Regions from separate parts of the Gossypium hirsutum genome. Here region 2 is linked to region 1. Evidence: chromatin contacts called from public Hi-C data. All regions are on one chromosome and are shown on one strand. Each heading gives the region's core, a stretch centred on a gene start, on an enhancer-like site or on the middle of the called end of the contact. The rest is flanking DNA. Distances are from core to core; before and after follow the strand shown. Region 1 holds the start of LOC107892288 (carbonic anhydrase, chloroplastic). Region 2 holds the start of LOC107892277 (DNA (cytosine-5)-methyltransferase DRM1).

Region 1 (3,839 bases), core at 849-3,348:
ATAATTTATAAATATAAATGGATTTGAGTAAAATTTTAAATTCATACATCAAAATCGAACTTAATCAAACATAAAAATATATTAATATCACGTATAAATCCAATTTGATTTTAGATTTGATGGAATAGTTATATATATATAATAAAGACGTTATAAAATTATCAAGGTAGGGATGATATACCTGAGAAGTTTCTTGAGAGCTTCAATGGCTTCGTCGTAGGACTTGTTTCCCATCTCTTCTCTCTGTCAAATTTCAAACTCCAATCAATATTTTCACACCATTCTTTCTTTTTTAAAAACTTATTTATTACTTGTCGATTAAGTTTTAGTTTGACTAATATAGACATTGTTACTAATGTAAGAAAATGTTGGTTCGAGTGTACTGAAGCGTATTATCCTCCTATTTATGGGTTAGAGAAAGACTATGAATAGTTCTAAACATTATGCCAAAAAAAACAGATATACCAAATTGTTAAAAAAAAACATATTTATTACTTTGTACATCTTTTAAGTAATTTAAGACATGCGTTTTTGCTCTACGTGTCACCTTCCTCAATAAAAATTGTTTTAATTATATTATAATTAAATTTTAATTCAAATTGGAAAGTGATTTAAAGAAATTTATTTTTGCAAACTAATAATAATTTATAATGTCATGTTATAATTTGGGCAAATTAAAAGAAAAAAAAAATTAAAGGAGAAAATTATGGTATTATATATATTTTAAAAATATCGTAATAATATTCATATTTTATAGAATATAAAAAATTTAAAAACCCCAATGTTATAAGTTTTTGAAATATCATAATAATATCACTTATAGTAAATTGATTCTTTTAATATCATTAAATAAGAACGTATGTCATGTCGCATGTATATATTATTGGACGTTATACATTTTCTTTACATTAATTGAAATAAAATTTCTAATTTATACACTATTTTTATCAAAAAAAGAAGAGTAAAATATGAGAATTGGGATATAATTCAAATTCAATTTACTAAAAACCTATTTTATTTTGTGTTTTTAAATAATGATTTGCTTTTGGTTAAATTCTTGTTTAGGCCCTCTACTATACTCATGTTTGGGCTTTAGTGCATATAGCCCATTTACGAAGTTATTAATGAGTCCAGATAGTTAACATCATTGACTTTTATCATGCAACTAAAGATTTCACTTTTATAAGATCTCATTATGTTAATATGAAAATTTTGTGTTGAAAAAGGTAAATTAATTACGCGAGCATTTTTACTTGAATAGTTTAACAATTTTGATTATTTAATCACATTATAAGAGTAGAAGACTTAAATCAAGCCAAATTAAAGTTTAGTGACTAAATTTCAAACCCAATTATGATAAGGGATCAAAATCATAATTTAACCTTTTTTTATTTTACAAGAAAGAACTTAACGTGGGAAAAGAGAACTTTTCACTTTTTTTTTTCTCTATTGCTGCATTTTCACCGAAATCACTTAATCAAAGACAAAGAATTCATTAATGCAAAATCATAGATATATTATTAATTATTTTAAAAAAAAAAGAAGAAGAAGAAAAAAAAATGTATACCGGGGTGAGCAAAGGAATAGGGGCAGCAAAAACCGGGCGGTCTTGGATAAGAGTCGGAGGAGAAGGAGAAGAGTTAAGGCTAGCGACGACTGAAGGCCGCAATGTAGGTCGTCGACGAGCGGAAAAAGAGGAGGTGGTAGTGGTGGAAGAAGAGGAGGTAAGGCACCAACCGTTGATAGAAGCCGTCGACATTGCCACGCAAAATGATGGATACAATTTAGTTGGAAATTTATATCATAATTTTCATCACATATAAATTTCTTCAGTGTCTTCAAAAGCGATAATGAAAGCGAAAGGTTGGTGAATGAGAGCTTCTACTTGTTGTAGATTAGGTTTGAACGTTGGAGATTCAATTTTTCATTTTTCTTTTTTGAAAAAAAATAATAAAAAAGTTTGTTCATCCTTCGATTTTTTTATATTTTTATTTGTTTTTGTGCATGTTTGGGACTTGCATGCAACGACCTTTCTCCACGTATAGTAAACCCATGATTTTTGTGGTCTTCATTTGCCACTTTTTGCTTGGATTCCCACTATATAGTTATTGCATCTAACTGCAAAAACATTTATATTTATTACTTCATTGGGTTGGTTCACCCGTTAAATAAATATTATTTGAGAGTATTTTTATTATTTTATATTAAATTTATATAAATAAATATTTATATTTATTCGATATATGATGTGCCTGTTTGAATTGATGTCATGAGTTAATTAGACATTACTTCAATTGGGAAATGATTAAAAACATTTTTTTATAAAATAATAAATATTATTTTATTTTCTTCTAATACTCGTTACTAATTTTCTCTCGATTTTTTTTATACTCTCACATACTCTCTAGAAATTTTACAGAACAAATTCAATCTTTCTATACGTTCAAGTGAGTCTCCCTAATTTGGTAACAACTTTTATTTTATTTTCAAGTTTTATTGATTAATTTCTAGAAAATTAAGAGTGTAGCTTTTCTTGTGATAGATTAGGATTTTTAAGCAAGTTTTAGTTTTTTTATTTATTGAATGATTTTATACCTTGATCTTGTATAAGATTCCTGACATCGTATTTGGGTAATAATTTTTAGAAGTTGATAAATACAAATCATCAAAGAAATTAGGATCAATTATATTTATAATCTTGAAATTCTTGAATATTAATCAGAACTTTAGCATTTTTATTTAGACTTTGTTTTTGCTGGTATGATTATGGTGAATCTTGTATTTGAAAATTTGATATATTGCATTTTCATGATACAAAAAAAACACACACACACTTACACACTTTGTTTTTATTTAGACGTGGGTTCAAATGCGCTGAAGCGCATTATCCTCCTATTTATGAGTCGGATAGGGACTAGAGATAATTCTAAACATTACATCAAAATAAGCAGATATGATCAGAACTTATAATAACATTGTTTTAAAAAAATCACTAGTGAAATTAAAAGATTATCACATGTTTATTAAAAACTTCTTTTTTATATTTTTTGATATATCCTACATATATGTGTTATTTAACTATTTGTGAAATATAAAAAATTCACCCAGATAATTTCTTTTATTTTTTTTATTTTTCAACCACACATTTTTCATTTGATGATAATGAATACTAGAACAACGCACCAAATCCATGGATTCAAACCATACAATATCCTCCCACAACTTTTCTTTATAACCCATTTTTCTTTTATTGCTAATTTATTTTTATTTTTTAAAATAAATGGTTGATGGAAGTCATAGGTGAATGTATAAATATTGGAACATTAATGACCCACATTAATTTTCATTCATGATATAAACACCATAAACCACATTGATGTTTATGACATTTATTTGTTACAATATTCCATCTCCATAATAAAAAATTAAATTTAAAAAAGCAAAAAAGCAAAACATGTATGCATATAAAAAGAGGTTGGGATAATGATCATAGGAAGAAGAAGAAAAAAAAAAGAAAAAGCAATGGTGGTAGAGAAAAGGAGATGATGGGTGAATATGGGTAGTTTCATGGAGATAAGGCCCTATCTTTAAGACATGGCTCATCTGCTGTTTTTCTGAGATTTTGTTTTGAATTTTTTGTCTCCTTTCTAGCTATGCCATTTGCTAGGTTTTGGTTTTTCAAATATTGGGATTCGATTTTTAAATAAGGAGATAAATCTCAAAATTATATATGGACTTTGGTTTAATGTGTAATTTTATATATTAATTTTGATTTTGTAAAATTTAATTCATAATTTTTTATTTAATCTAATTCTCACAAATTATTAACATAATTATTG
Region 2 (3,839 bases), core at 492-2,991, 480 kb after region 1:
TGGAAATATATTTTTTATTTTTTAAAAAAAAACTAATTTTGATACTTGTATACCATAATTTCAAATTTTAAAAGTCATATGGAATATACAATAAATTCAGGGGGTAGCAAGGGGTTGTAGCAAGGGGAAGGTAGGAGTTGACCCCCTAAAATAGATTTTTTTTTATTTAGACAATTTATTTTTGAAAATTTTTAAATTAATAAAGTTAAAATTGTACTTTAATCCTCCCTAAAAATGATAAAATTTCTATTTAATCATTTTAAAAATATAAAGATGTATTCAAATGATGAAATTACATTTTTATTATCGTAAAAATTAAAATATAATTTCGACTTCCCTAAAAATTTTTTTATGTCTTTGTCCTTGACTAAGAGCTTGTTTAGTAATACTTAAAAAAATATTTTTAGCTTGAAAAACATTTTTGAAAAAAAAAACTATGCTAAACAAGTTACCTTTGATTGAAATTTTTGACTTTTTAAAAAGCACATTTGAAAAGCATTTTTTATCCTAAAAGTATTTTTGGTGCTTAATTATTTTTTCACCCCTCCAACAACATATTACTTTTCCTTCTTCTTTTTTTCTTGGTACTTAATTTCACATATGTTAAATTCATTAATTAAAATAAATTCTTTTTTTAAAATAATAAAAATGTGTTAATATTAAATAGTTTTATTTAAATATTCACAATATAATTTATATATTCTAATTAAATTTTATAAATAATTAATATTTATTGCTTAAAAATATTTAAAATTTATATTTCATATATTAAAATATTAACCACAAGTTATAATAAATTATTTTTTATATTCTTATTAAAATATAATAATACTAACTAATTTAAACATGATTTAAATGCATATCTGTTACTCGATAATACCATATCTAAAATAGATATTTTATTTCTGAAAAGTATTTTTTAATAACAATACCAAACCAAAATTTTCAAACCATTTCTCAAAAATATTTTTTAAAAGCATTATTAAACTAGCATTAAATTAGGACAGTTGTGGAAAATTTTTATGTAAAACATAAAAAATATTAACATAAACAAATAATAAGTTTTAAGTTCAAAAATTGGAGTTTTTAAAAATCAAATAGCGTCCATGGCGTCCAATAATTTCAATTCAACAGCCAAACAGGCCCGAGATTCGATACTTTCACTTCCATCTATACGGTCTCGTCAACTCTCAACTAAAGTGGGGAAATGATAATCTCACATGCGTGTGTATGAAAAGTAATATATATTAGATAATTTAATAGTATTTTTAAAATTAAGTAATTATCTATCGTCATGAATTTTGATAATTAATTTGAATTTGAATTATCAATACAATTTATAAAAATAAACATAAATTTTAATTTATTGATTGGGTGTTCACTTTTTTAAAAAAATTTTGAATTTAAATTTAAAACAACTTAATTTAATTAGAAGGATAACTAGTTTATAACTGAACTCCAACGACCTCGCAGTGGCACGATTATTCCATGCTACCTACAGAGGAAAACGGAAAACTGCTGCAAATTTTAACTGCGTTAGATTTTATTTATTTATTAATCTACTTTACTTTTCACTGCCCCTCAAGAATTCCGATTCCCTTTTTATTTATAATATAAAAAGAAATAATATAATATTTTTATAAATAAAGAATTATAACACTTTTTTTCTAATTAAATATATTTTTTCATATTTTTTCAATAAATTATTATAAAAATTTATAAATAATTACATAGGTGACTTTTCAAACACAATATCATTATAGAAAAAAATTGAAAAACCCTGTGAAAACTGAACCCACAGCTCCTCGTTTCCTCTTCTTCTCCGTTACCGCCGTTGGGGCTTCCCCTATGTATATTTTATTTCTTTTCCTCCACCGGTAACTTCTTTGTCAGAACTCGTCGACGATCGCCGCTGCTGCCGTGTATCCTTCTTCTTTCTTTGTCTTTTCCTCCATTCTCTTTCCTTTTTCTCCTCCTGTTTTTTTCTTCTCCTCTCAGTTCTCCCGCTGCCGTGTCCGTCGGTTTCCGCCGGATCTGATCTCGTATTCAGTGTCGGAAATCCGTGTCGGATCGTGTCGACACTGGTACGGCACCCCTAATTGCCGAGTCCGGGTAACGGAGTTCTGATAAGTTTTCATTGTTTCTTTTACAGGTTAAGAAACTGTTCTTGGGCTGTACTATAGCTCAAGGAAAATGGTACTGTCAAGTTCTATTACTTTTTTATTCCTTAATGTTATGTGTCGTCGTAATATTCTTCCTGTATTTTTCTAAAAATTCTCATTTGTGCACTAGGCTGTCAGTTGGCTAAAAGAAATGAAAATTCTTTAGTTATTTAATCTTATATATATTGTATTTGATATTATGAATGTGTGTGTGGTTTTGTAATTTTTGTAGGATCAAAATGGTTCTGGTGGTGATGCTGATAATTTTGACTGGGATACCGAAGATGAGCTGGAAATTGATAATTATGCAATCGCCTCTCGCTCAGGAGTGTCACTTACCAATGGGGAAGCTGTTTTAGGCACAGCAGAGGTACTTGCCCATGCATAATTGCATCACATGGCATTCTGGAAATTTTAACATGCAAATCGTTTTAATGATTATGAAAATTATCTACGATGAAGTTTTCTTTCATTTTTAATTTCCAAAGAAACATTATAGATATTAATTGATGAGTTCCTATGGGAATTTTCTCTGGAGGTCACTGTAGTTTCGCATCTCCCTTTCATGCACTGCTTTATTTAGTTGATGACATTACCAATGTCCCTGGCTTAAATTTCATTGATTAGCCTCCATAGCAATGAATATGTATGCATTCACTAAGATCAAGCCTTTTTACTTTTGTGTCTATCCCAGTTATTCAAATACCTGTGTTTGCAAACAATTAATCTTCTCTCTTGTACTTACATATATCTTTTTCCTGGCATATAATAGCTAAGGGACAAATTAATGTCAAAACGAACTCACGGTTAACTTTTATTGTCTCAAGGTGAGCTCGTCTGCAGATTCTCCGAATTCCAAGTTAATTGATCATTTTGTTGGGATGGGGTTCTCCCAGGAACTTGTTACGAAAGCAATTGAGGAAAATGGTAAAGCTTCTAGGTCTTTACTACTTAGAGCACAAGTTTTTAACTCTTTTATAATCCTGCTTTCCTATTGTCCAGGAGAGGAGAATTCAAATTTGATACTTGAAGCTCTCCTTCAGTATTCTGTGAGTTGTACATCCTATTTAAAGATGCTTATTAGTTACACACCCCTTGATGATAGAGAGCTGCTGCGGCTTTTGTGGTGGAACTGTTACTGTTAAATTACTGACGTGTTAGTGTGCAGATTTCATAATAAGTTCTTGATTTCTCTTTTTCGCATGCAGGCAAGCTCGTTGGCTAGTTCTTCCAATTCCAAGTTGATTGATCATTTTGTTGGGATGGGATTCTCTGAAGAAATGGTTCTCAAAGCGGTTCAAGAAAATGGTAATAGTCCTTTCTCATTTTATTAGACATCACTTTTGACCTCTATTGCTTTATCTGTGGTCATGTCTATATTTTCAGGAGAGGGGAATACAGATACCATATTGGAGACTCTATTGACATATTCGGTAAGCTGTACACCTGAAACCTTTGTTTAGTTATTTCTGAAGCATTTATTATTTGTTTGGGAAAGAAACCTATTGACGTTACTTGGAATCTTGATATTGATGCAATAACAAGTCAACATATTCAGTGGTTCAGGTTATATTGACAATCCTCCCCAAATAGAATCGTCTTTCCGTTGTTGAACTATCTAGCAAATTAGTTGTTTGCTCTCTCTGTTATATCATGAATGATTAATTTAAGATTGCA

What was found. A called contact is a pair of places that touch in the nucleus more often than the background predicts.
Region 2: a contact with region 1 is called in a Hi-C map of leaf, with 3 times the contacts expected there. The contact joins the promoter of LOC107892277 here to the promoter of LOC107892288 in region 1. A contact is called at or near these places in 3 of 34 Hi-C or Micro-C datasets (all in leaf).

Annotation. Positions count from the first base shown.
Region 1 is chrD09:8,147,574-8,151,412 of Gossypium_hirsutum_v2.1, forward strand. It overlaps LOC107892288 (carbonic anhydrase, chloroplastic), which reads right to left and starts at 2,099. Exons shown (of 10, transcript XM_016817321.2): 1 at 1,568-2,099; 2 at 182-243. The coding sequence starts at 1,759.
Region 2 is chrD09:8,626,862-8,630,700 of Gossypium_hirsutum_v2.1, forward strand. It overlaps LOC107892277 (DNA (cytosine-5)-methyltransferase DRM1), which reads left to right and starts at 1,742. Exons shown (of 12, transcript XM_016817310.2): 1 at 1,742-1,922; 2 at 2,153-2,196; 3 at 2,395-2,532; 4 at 2,990-3,089; 5 at 3,165-3,211; 6 at 3,371-3,470; 7 at 3,549-3,595. The coding sequence starts at 2,194.